3 separate regions of the Mus musculus genome follow, and all the other regions are linked to region 1. The links are chromatin contacts, called in public HiChIP or PLAC-seq maps. All regions are on one chromosome and are shown on one strand. The core of a region is the stretch at or near the end of the contact, and the rest is flanking DNA. Distances in the headings are between cores, read along the strand shown.

The links. HiChIP or PLAC-seq counts read pairs in DNA pulled down with a chosen protein or histone mark.
Region 2: an H3K4me3 HiChIP or PLAC-seq map of embryonic stem cells shows a contact between it and region 1, with 21 read pairs. The contact joins the promoter of Crtc1 here to the promoter of Cope in region 1. A contact is called at or near these places in 1 of 39 promoter capture datasets (macrophages), 6 of 484 Hi-C or Micro-C datasets (CD4 T cells, embryonic stem cells, granulocytes and 2 more), 7 of 115 datasets of contacts at active chromatin or transcription factors (the SCID.adh cell line, astrocytes, effector CD8 T cells and 3 more) and 3 of 9 other capture datasets (adipose tissue, liver and pancreatic islet).
Region 3: an H3K4me3 HiChIP or PLAC-seq map of embryonic stem cells shows a contact between it and region 1, with 13 read pairs. The contact joins the enhancer-like site here to the promoter of Cope in region 1. A contact is called at or near these places in 1 of 39 promoter capture datasets (liver), 1 of 484 Hi-C or Micro-C datasets (nephron progenitors), 3 of 115 datasets of contacts at active chromatin or transcription factors (effector CD8 T cells and embryonic stem cells) and 4 of 9 other capture datasets (adipose tissue, embryonic stem cells, liver and 1 more).

The regions. Positions count from the first base shown.
Region 1 is chr8:70,300,659-70,304,197 of GRCm38.p6, forward strand. Cope (coatomer protein complex, subunit epsilon) reads left to right here and starts at 2,109. Exons shown (of 10, transcript NM_021538.2): 1 at 2,109-2,274. The coding sequence starts at 2,149. Ddx49 (DEAD box helicase 49) reads right to left here and starts at 1,794. Exons shown (of 13, transcript NM_001024922.2): 1 at 1,665-1,794; 2 at 321-444. The coding sequence starts at 1,779.
Region 2 is chr8:70,437,896-70,441,579 of GRCm38.p6, forward strand. It overlaps Crtc1 (CREB regulated transcription coactivator 1), which reads right to left and starts at 1,678. Exons shown (of 14, transcript NM_001004062.2): 1 at 1,538-1,678. The coding sequence starts at 1,663.
Region 3 is chr8:70,156,704-70,160,332 of GRCm38.p6, forward strand. The region is part of intron 1 of Gm45929 (predicted gene, 45929); the gene reads left to right. All of the region lies in intron 1 of Mef2b (myocyte enhancer factor 2B), which reads left to right. Among named protein-coding and RNA genes, the nearest start is that of Mef2b, 5.8 kb to the left of the region's middle. Within about 2 kb of position 1,813, at least 231 of the 459 cell types and tissues checked have an H3K27ac peak or open chromatin away from gene starts, as enhancers often do. A contact at or near this core is called in effector CD8 T cells, embryonic stem cells, nephron progenitors and 1 more, where this site is marked.

The DNA of each region.
Region 1 (3,539 bases), core at 859-3,358:
GTAGCTCCCTCTTGAGTGCTAGGAATGTTTCACACACACCATTAGCCCTGCTTGATTCTGCAACCCTACAAGAGAGGAATGATTCTTACCCCATTTCACACAAGAGCAAAGTGCAACTCGGACAGGTCAAGAAAGCACATGTGGAGCTGGGCGTGGTGGCGCACACCTTTAATCCCAGCACTTGGGAGGCAGAGGCAGGCGGATTTCTGAGTTCAAGGCCAGCCTGGTCTACAGGACAGCCAGGGCTACACAGAGACCCTGTCTCGAAAAACCAAAAAAAAAAAAAAAGAAAGCACATGTGGCTGAGTGGGGAGGCTCACCTGGTGGGTGTCAGAACCAAGCAGAAGATGCCATAAGGGTCCTCAGACAGCTTCTGCAAGATGGGAAGCACAAAGGCTGCTGTCTTGCCACTTCCTGTTTTTGCACAGCCCAAGCAGTCCCGACCTAGGCAGATGGCAAAGCAGCATCAGTGTGGAGCAAGGGCCATGATTGGTCCCTTGGGCATTCCCTCATTATTGTAAGAAATAGATGGGTATGGTCTGCTTTTAGTACGAGGTGAGCTTACAGTTCACTAGAGCTACAGATGAGTTGGAGGCACTGGGTCCTTCTCTCCCCTAGTTAGTCTAAGACTCGGAGAGTTACAGGTGCTCTGCTATGTGACTGAGCCCATGATTAGAAAGGAAGGGCAGCCAGGCAGTAGTGGCGCACACCTTTAATTTCAGCACTTGGGAGGCAGAGGCAGGCAGATTTCTGAGTTCAAGGCCAGCCTGTTCTACAGAGTGAGTTCCAGGACAGCCAGGGCTATACAGAGAAACCCTGTCTCAAAAAAACAAAAAAACAAGGGAAAAAAAAAAGAAAGAAAAGAGAATAGAAGAGAGGCAGCCTCAAGACCCAAACTATTCATTAGAGAAGACTTGGGGCCCCAATGGACCAATGGGATGGGGAATTTGGGGAGGGGAAAAGCCCTGCAGGTCTATGGAAGAAAAGGTCAGGAATTTCCCATATTTGGGGAAAGGCTTCAAAAACTTGCTTGAAATCACCACACCAGCTATTTTTGCCTTTTCTCTATGCTGGTACCCCTTTCTCCAGAATTGAATATTTAAAACTGTTTCATTTCCACTAGTCCCTTGAACGTGTTATTATCTAATTTCCAACAATTATTATAATTGCTTGTTTGAAACAAATTTTCAGGTAGCCCAGGCTGGTCTGCAACTTGCTACCAAACTGAGGATCACCTTGAACTCCTGATCCTCTTGCTTCCACCTGCTCAGTATTGAGATGACTGAGAGTCACCACGTCCGGCTCCAAGGACGCCTCTTTAATGGCAAAAGTGAACTGGGTCGAAGAGCACTGACACAAACACGGAGCATTGGTTTTTACCTGGAGTTTGACGGCTTCTACGTCAAAGCCAGCTCTACCCTTTTTTTTTTTCAGTGCCATGTTTTAGTCATTCACCGATCTCTCCCTATGCTCGGGTGCTACGAAAACTTAAGAGGTGCCACCCATCACCTGTGTGATAATGAACACGAGTCGGTCGCAGCGTAAATGTCAATGCTGCGGGTCAGGGTCCCCGAAACACTCAATGCTGTCCTGATTCCTGGAACCCAAGTGGGGCTAAGGAAGAGCGGGCAAAGAAAGGCATTAAAAGAAAGGCGAGAACTCACCTTCCAGGATGGCCGGAATGCACCCGAGCTGCACCGGCGTGGGCTGCTTCAACCCCAGCTGTCGACACTGTTCTACCAGCCACGACGACAACCCGATCTCAGCGAACCCCGCCATGCTCCAGACCCGGGCAGAGAACCTAGAAATGAGTGCTTCCGGCGCGTGAATGCTACGTCACGTCCACCCCGGCGCAGTCCGGCCTGGAAAAGTTGTGAGAGGACGTTGGCGGAGGAATGTGACGTCACGGAGAGACCCTCTCCAGATCCTTCAACCAATCCGAGCTTTGACCGCTTTTCAGTGTTTTGGTTCTGAAGGCCTTGTGTTTGTTGACGGAATCCGAACTATAGTTCTCGGGAGGCTTTGCAAGGTTTCTTTTTCATCGCCTCTGATTTGTCCCATAGAACTACGTTTCCCAGAGTTCCTGACGACGGGGACCTGCTTCCGGCCTACGTGTCCCAGAAGAAGGTTGGTTAGAGGTGCGGTGACATGGCTCCTCCGGTTCCTGGCGCGGTCTCTGGCGGCTCCGGAGAGGTAGATGAGCTGTTCGACGTGAAGAACGCTTTCTACATCGGCAGCTACCAGCAGTGCATCAACGAGGCTCAGCGCGTGAAGGTGGGCAGCGTGCGGAGCAGCTTCCGGCGCGCTCTGAGGTTCTGGTCCGAGGACTCGGTTTCTCTTATAATTAGGGATGGTTTTCAATTTACTCTGTAACCGAGGCTAACCTTGAGGTCCTGCGCCTCCAGTCTTCACCCCTCCAGTGCTAGGATGACAGGTGTGCACCCCTGTGCCAAGCTTCCAACTTTCTGGTGGTTGATTGACAGGGGCTCACTTTATAGCCCAGGCTGACCTGAAGTCAGGGTAATGGTGAGGTGACAGGTGTGCGCCACTAGCTCCATCATAAAACCTCTTACTGTTTCGTTTTTAAACCCCCCCCGCCCCCCTTTTTTAAGTGTCTAAAGTCAGGCATCATGGTGCACGCCTTCTATTCCAGCACTTGGGAGGCTGATCTCTGTAAGTTTAGGGTCAGCCTGATCTTCATAAGCAGTTCTAGGTCAGTTCGGGTAATACTGTAATCTGTCTTAATAATAGTCCTAAACCGGAGGTAGCTTGGTGTGCCTTAAATCCCAGCACCCAGAGGCAGAGGCAGTCAAGTCTCTGAGTTTTGGACCACTCTGATCTACATAGCGACTTCCAGGACAGCCAGGGTGCTACAGAAAAACCCCGTCTTGAACTGTACCCTCCTCGCCTCCCCCACTCCCCCCAAAAGGGAAGTTTGGTTATAAAAGAAGACAGTCTCCTTTAGCCCAGGCTGGCCTCAGACTCCCCATGTTGCTGAAGAGCACTGAATTCCTGATGGCCATGCCTGCTCTCTGGAGTGCTGGGATCATAGTGTGCACAGCCAAAGCACAGCTTCGATGCAAATGCTCCACAGGCTAAATCCTTGCCCTGGTTTTGTTTTATGTTTTAAGCAGCTTCATATAGCCCAGGCTGTCCCTAGATGTAGCAGTCTTGTCTCAGCCTCCCAGATGCAGGATGACAGGCCTGTGCCACAATGCTCAGCTTGTCTTTAGTTCATTAAAGATGTGACCCGTGTTTGCAACAGCCTGTGTGTGTTGTTGACAGAATCACCTGTCACTCATTCTTCACTGTGCACTCGTGGAAAACAGCATTCCTGCTGGGCTCAGTAAGGGATGGAGTTGGTGGAACTACAGGCTTTCTAGGTATAGTAGCCTTGGCAACAGAGGCAGCACAGAGAGCCAGGAAATGGCAGAATGGGTGTAGAAAGTGGTGGTCTTAGACTTGCCTGTTTTGAATGTGAAACAGAGTCAGGGCTGTGATGGGCTGGGGCATGGCTCAGGTAAACTATGTGGAGGCTT
Region 2 (3,684 bases), core at 428-2,927, 140 kb after region 1:
TTGTTCTGGTTACACTGCAAACATTTGACACCAACTGTATGCAGACACCTACTATGTGCTAGAAACAAGAAGCAAACTCAACTGCCCTGTAAGTAACACAGGGATGGTAACACTTTTTGTTTGTTTTGGTTTGGCTTTTGGAGACAGGATTTCTCTGTGTAGCTCCTGCTGCCCTGGAACTCACTCTGTAGACCAGGCTGGCCTTGGACTCAGAGATCATCCTGCCTCTGCCTCCCGAGTGCTGGGATTAGTTGTGCACCACCATCTCCACCCGGCAGATGATACACTGTTTATTTGTTCATTCATTGCCCTTTCTCAATGCCTTTCTCAATACACTGAGGGAGAACATGCCCCCCTTCACCCCCCTCCCCCGCCCCGAGGGCTTTGGGGACAGAGTCTGATTGAAAGTGAGAAAACCACCACATTCAATCACTCACTTTCGCCTACGATGCCACAATCTTGGAGAAACAAGCAACTGACTATAAGATTACCTGACCCAAAGGTGCCCACTGATGAATCCAAGCCTCATGTAAGTACCCCTGGCAGGTCACATGGGACTCAGAACCCAGGTCTGAGGGTGTGCAGAACATGCCACACACCAGCATCACCTCCTTCACCCTTGAGGAAAGTCTGATGACACACACTTGACATGGAAGGATAAGGCTCCGCATCCACTCCACTTGGCCAAGAACCTAGCAAGGCCAGCTATGCCTGTCAAATGGCCCAGCCACCCAGTCTGTTGGCAGCTGTTCCCTGTCATGCATGGGAACCAAGCAGCCACCTCTATGCTGACTCCAAACATGGAGGAGGGATATCCTCAGCTATCCAGGAGGGATAACATCTCCTTCACGGCAGAAGTAGGAGTACCAAGGAAGGCACAGGTGACAATGATACAGTATCACCTCCTCCTCAGGTGCCAATGGAGTGACAACTGTGCCCTCAAATAACGATGAAAGGACCCCTTTCCTTTAGGTAACAATGAAGGGTGACAACCGTCCACTCAGGTAGCATTAATGGAGACCTGTCCACTCAAGTAGCATAAAGGGTGACAACTATCCCCTCAAGGTAGCAACAATGGGGCCACTTATCCACACAGATAACACTAAGGGAACAACTCTCCCTGAAGGTAGCAAAGATGGTGGCACCTATCCCACCAGGTAGCAATGAAGGGTGACACCTGCCCCACCAGGTAGCAATGAAGGGTGACACCTGCCCCCTCAGGTAGCAATGATGGAGTCGTAGGTCCTACGAGGTAGCAATGATGCAGTCCCTGTACCATCAGGTAGCAATCAGGGGGGTGACACGTGTCCATTCTGATAGCTATGATGATGGCACATGTCCCCTCAGACAACAATAATAGATGACACCAGTCCACTCAGGTAGCTGCGATGGGACCACCTGTCAAGTCCAAAGAGCAATCTCGCGAGCAGCCGCTCAGCGCTGTGGCGGCGTGGGGACACCTGCGGCGGCCGCAGCCCCGCCCCCGCGTCTCTTCCTCCTCCCCTCCCTCCTCCCCTCCCCTCCCCCGCGCTCTCACCCGCGCGGCCCGCGTCAGGCTCAGGTCCTTCATGACCTCCTCGAAGGCCGCCGTCTCCTCCGCCTGCTTCTGGTTGTGCAGTGCGATCTTCTCGCTAAATTTCCGCGGATTGTTCGAAGTCGCCATCTTCTCGCCGCCTCCTCCTACTCCTACTCCTCCTCCACCTCCTGGCCCCCCCCACTCTCGGGAGCCACCGCGCAGGCGCCGGCCGGGCCCACGGCCGGAGAGAACGCGCAGGCGCAAGCACGGCCCAGAGCGTGGCGCCGGCGCGCGGGAGAGGCGTGTGGCGTTGGGGTGAACACGCCTGCGCGTGCCTGGGCAACGCGTCGGGAGCCTGGGAGGGGCGTGCCTACGCAGGCGCACTGCAGTGCGCGTGGTTCGCTGGACAGCGGTCCGGGTCCTGTCCCATCAGCGAGGGACTTGAGTGGCAGAGGACACGGCAGAACTGATGCCTGCATTCACTGGACTCCAGCATTCGCTGAGGACTTGTTGGCGCGCCTGCTGTATTCCAGGGCACAGGCATGAACAGAGTGGGCCCTGGGCTACACAGCCGGGGAAGGGAGCAGACTTCCTACCAGGAATTGAGCAGGGGTCCCAAAGTACAGTTCCTGGGCAGAGCCTGACTTGGCACACAGAAGCCGGGGTTCGGTCCCCAGCAATACACACACACACACACACACACACACACACACACACACACACACACACCACACTTATAATAAAGTTTCAAATGGGAGAAATGTGCTGCGCCTTCTAAGAAAAAAGACAGTACTGGCCATGATGGTACGACCAGCTGGAGCCAAGGGGATGGGGAATTCAAGCCACCCTTACCTGTAGAGTGAGTTCAAACCAGCCTGTGACACAGGACACGGAGAAAAAAAGACAAATGGGGGGGGGCTCTCTGGAAAGATGGAAAGATTGCTCAGAGACTAAGGGCACCTGCTGTCCTCGAGAAAGACCTGACTTTGTGATCCCATGGAATAGCTCATATGCCCTTGCAACTAAGGTTCTAGAAATCCAACGCCCTCTTCTGGCCTTGGCAAGAAGTTAAATATACACATAGCATGTGCACACACACACACACACACACACACACACACACACAGAGATACATAGATAAATGTTTTAAATTTAAAAATATTGCCAGGCAGTGGTGGCACACACCTTTAATCCCAGTATTCAGGAGGCAGAGGCAGGCAGACTTCTGAGTTCCAGGCCAGCCTAGTCTACAGAGTGAGTTCCAGGACAGCCAGGACTACAGAGAAACCCTGTCTTGAAAAAAAAGAAAGAAAGAAAAATTAGAGAGCTAAGGTCAGGCATAGTGGCACGTGCCTTTAATCCCAGCAGAGGCAGGCAGTTCTCTTTGAGTTCAAGGCCAGCCTGGTCTACAAAGCGATTACCCAGTCAGGGCTACACAGAGAAACCCTGCCTCAGAAAAAAAAAAAAGAAAAGAAAAGCAAGCAATAAATAAATAAAAACAAATAGAGCTAGAGAGAAGGCTCCGTTATGCTAGCATTTGCTGTACAGGCACACACATTAAAGTTTGGCGTGGCCATTGAGTGCTGCAGATAGGGGACTGGCCAATCACTCTACTGAAAGGGGAGCCTCACGTTCCATTCAGTGGGATGCTCTGCTTCACATGAAGAAGTAGAAGGGATCAGAAAAAGGCACACATGTCTGTGGCACACATGCACACACACACACATGCTGTGCTGAAGGAGACTGTATGAAACCCAGACCACACAGAGGAAAACAGAGCCTCAAGGTGGTAAGACTTTGAACTGTGTGAAGCTGGAGACACAGGCCTTTCCGCTACTGGGGCCATTGTGTCCTTCCAAATTTACTTAGGTCCATCTTTCCTACCTGGCAATGCCTGAGACCACCATCTCTGCCAGGAAGAGGGGAGATGGGACACACTTCTGTCTACCAGCTAGTTCTCACTATTGTCCTGAGAGGTCAAAGGCACAGACAAAGCCTACAGCTGCCTGGAAGGGGGACCCCTGGCTATAATTGGGCTCTGACTGTGATCCTGGCTGTCTCCCATGGCTTTAGAAGGCTTTAGTGAAATTAATGTGCATTGATAAACACCAGCTGTCTCTGCCATTTACTCTGGTCTGAAGGGAACCCATCACAGACACAGGAGAACA
Region 3 (3,629 bases), core at 563-3,062, 140 kb before region 1:
AGGTGAGGTGAGGGCTAAGAAGGGAGCAACAGTGCTGGTTAAGACATGGCGTCCCCACAGCTGCAAACTCCAGCTTCTCCCATCTTCTCTCCCAACCGTCCCCACAGCTGCAAACTCCAGCTTCTCCCATCTTCTCTCCCAACCTGCAACGCTGGTAGTCCAGGCCACAGCTGCTCCAGATGTGCTCCCCTCCCAGCTTCCTGCCTTCAAAAGCCTCTCACCCCACCACAGCCACTACATCAAGAACAGTGGATCGACATAACCTTCCCATAGTGCTCTGCCCATGCTCTCCACTGTCTGCAGCCCCCAATCACCCTGTCCACCCTGGTGGAGGCAGTGGACTTTCCCCCAGGGCAGGTGGCAAGACAGGCAAGTGTCTTGGTTAGGAGTAGGCTTCAGCCTCCCTCCTCAGGGCCTTTGCACTGGCTCTACTGTCTACCAGGCAGACTAGAACCTGGATGGCGTCCTCCTATCCTCAAGACCCCTCCTCAGACAGGCCTTCCTGGACCCTCTGTCAAAGCTACTCTCACAGTTTCTTGCCTGAGTTTCCCCACTTTCCTCTTCCTTCATTTCCTTTCTTTTCCATAGGTCTTATACAGGCTAGGTGGCTATCACTCAGATTCACTGTGCAGCTGGCCTGCCCACCCCTACCTTCAGCTGCTGGATGTCAGGCATGTGCCACCAGAGGTGGTGTTATTTCCATCCCTTCCACACAGACCTCCTGCAGACAGACAGAGTTATGTATCTGCCATTGACTGGCCAGAGGGGAACCCATTATTTGTCTGCCCCCTTGCCTGGGTGTCCCTAACATTTCTGGGCATACAGAGGAGGACACAGGATGTCACACACACCTCAACTCAGGTTTCCATCTGGTATGTCTTGGGGCTTTTTGAGGCCATGGGTACAGTCCCTTCCGCCCAGTGCTGACAGATGTGTTAATTTCCCAAGCAGGGAGGCCTGGGCCTCTGAGGACCAATTCCCCACAGGAAGATCTTTCTGTGGAACAAAGAGGGAAATCTTGGGCTGTCCCTGCAGCCACTGTGGAGGCTCAGGGGACAAGGCTGGGGGCCTTAGGTGTCCCTAACATGGGACAGCAAGATTAGGCTTCTGGGGCAGTGGCCTTGACCAGGCAGATAATCACACGTACACATGCACTTTACCTTTCTGAGCGAGTGCCTCTCACTGAACCTGGAGATTGGCATTTTAGCAAGACCAGCCCGCTATCAAGTCCTTAGGAACTGCCTGGCTAGTACGTGGGTTCTGGGTCTCAACCTTAGGTCCACATGCTTACCTGTATCTTACCCTTACTGAGTCTTCTCAGCCACCTCCCCCAACCCCGCTAAAATTGAATTTTATATTATGTGTAGGGGTTTTTTGTTGTTGTTGTTGTTTTGGTTTTTTTTCGAGACAGGGTTTCTCTGTGTAGCCCTGGCTGTCCTGGAACTCACATTGTAGACCAGGCTGGCCTCGAACTCAGAAATTCGCCTTCCGAGTGCTGGGATTAAAGGCGTGCGCCACCACGCCCGGCTGTGTGTAGGTTTTTTTTTTTTTTTTTTCCTACATTTTTGTCACTCTTGTTTTGAAACAGGATCTCACTACGTAGCCTTGGCTGTGCTGGAACCCATTATGCAGACCAGGCTGATCTTGAACTCAGAGATCCACCTGCCTCTGAAAGGGCTAGGCAGCCAGACACCCCTGGGCGGCCCAGACTGACCGGATTTTGGTGGTTAAGATGCGGCTGCTGCAGGGAGAGTATGGGAGCTAGCTCAGCCAGGCAGATGCTTGGCCCAGAGCTGCGGTGGGCGAGGCCCCGCCTCCCGCCCCAGACCCCGCCCACAGGGGCGTGTCGTCGGCTGTAGCGGCAAGGAGATGGGCAGCTGGGGTCGCTCTCAGCGGCTGCTGGGGCCCGCGGGAGAGGGCGGGGAGGGGTCCCGGCTTTCCAGGGGGCGCTTCCTGTTCTCGTAATGAGGAGTCCTGGGAGCAGGTGATGAAACCGCAGCCCGGGTTGCGTGAGGCCGCGTGTCCCGCGGGCCTGGCTCCCCACCTGCCTCTCACTTCTGCTTTCTCTGCTCACGCTGGGCTGTGGGTCCCTGTGCAGCCCAGTGGCCCATCGCAGGGAACAAGTCGGAAGCTGGACGAGGCCTGACACTCAGGTCTTCGGAAAAGGAAAGACAAATCGAAAGCCCTTGGGGTAGGGGGAGACAGTGTTTCTAACCTGCTTTCATTGACGGTGGGGGGCGGGGGGAACGGAGACCTCATTGGGGTAAGAGGCAAAAGGTCACTGGGAAAATGGGATCTCTTCCTAGTCGCCCTCATTTCAACACCTGGGGACCCAGAGGCCTCACCAAGCTGGAGAGGTGATAGTTTGTGGTTTAGAAGCCTTTCAGGCAGTTTGTTGATCGACTTACTAACCATATCCCACCAGACAGAAGGGTTGAGTGTATGTGGGGAGGTATGTTTTATTTTAATTAAAAAAAATTGCATCCAAAGCCAAGTGTGGTGGTGCATGGCTTTAATCCCAGGAGGCAAAGGCAAGGCGATCTCTGAGTTTAGATCAACTTGGTTTACAGGAGATCCAAGACAGTTAGGGCTACATAGTGAGAGCCTGCCTTTAAAACAAAACTTTAACAATCATTAATTTTTCTGGGCGTGCGATCACCATAACTGGTGTATGGATCTCAGAAGACAGCTTCCAGGAATGGGTCCTGTCCCTCCACCCTGTGCATCCTGTGATCACACTCAGCTCATCAGGTTTGTCAATCTGCTGCCCTGGATACAAGGTGCTCCTGGTTCTGCTTGGGCAGCAGATGTGTTACTGCCCCTTGCCCTGTCTGTCACAGAGAATTTCTGGTTTTCCAAGCACCTCGCCCCTCAGTGCTCAGCCCTGAGCTCTTGGCCAACCCTGGGTATGTGGGTCACCTACATCGCAGCCCCTGGTATCCCCTCCCATCCCACCCCCACCCCCGTGAGCTCTCCTCTATGTGTACCACTGTCTAGACTGCCCTCTCACAGCTAGTCAGGGTTTCCTCCAGGACCCAGCCCTACCTCTCCCTGTCACATCAGTCTGGGCTGGATGGACACTGTCCCTGTGGCAGTCATGAGCCAGGAGAAGCATTTTAGTTTGTTTTAAGATTTCACTTTAGTTAATTAATTTTGAGACAGGATTTCATGTAGCACAGGGTGGCCTCCAAAACTACTTATGTAGCCTTGGATGCCCTTGATCTCCAAATGATCCCCAACCTTCCACCTCACCAGTGCTGGGTGACATCACTGCACAGCTGAACACCCTCTTCCTACATGAACAACACTTGGGTGTAGAAGGCTTCTCCCCGGCTCTCAGCTTCCTCCTTATGCCCAACATATTTATAATATGCTGCCCCCTCCTCCCCACATTCCGATCACCCCAACATCTGGAGCTGAGGCAGGGGGGTCCGTTTGTGGCTGGGTAATTTGCATAGAAGTACAAATAGGTCTGCTGAGCCCTGGCGGCCGCCTCCGCACTCCACGCCACACCTGGGCCACAAGCGTCTCTAGCCCGTGCTGAGTGATCGAAGATTTGCATTCTTTCATGTATTTCTGGGCAAGGTGTCTGCTGGGGAAGTCTAAGAGGAAGTGTGTAGATGAGCTGG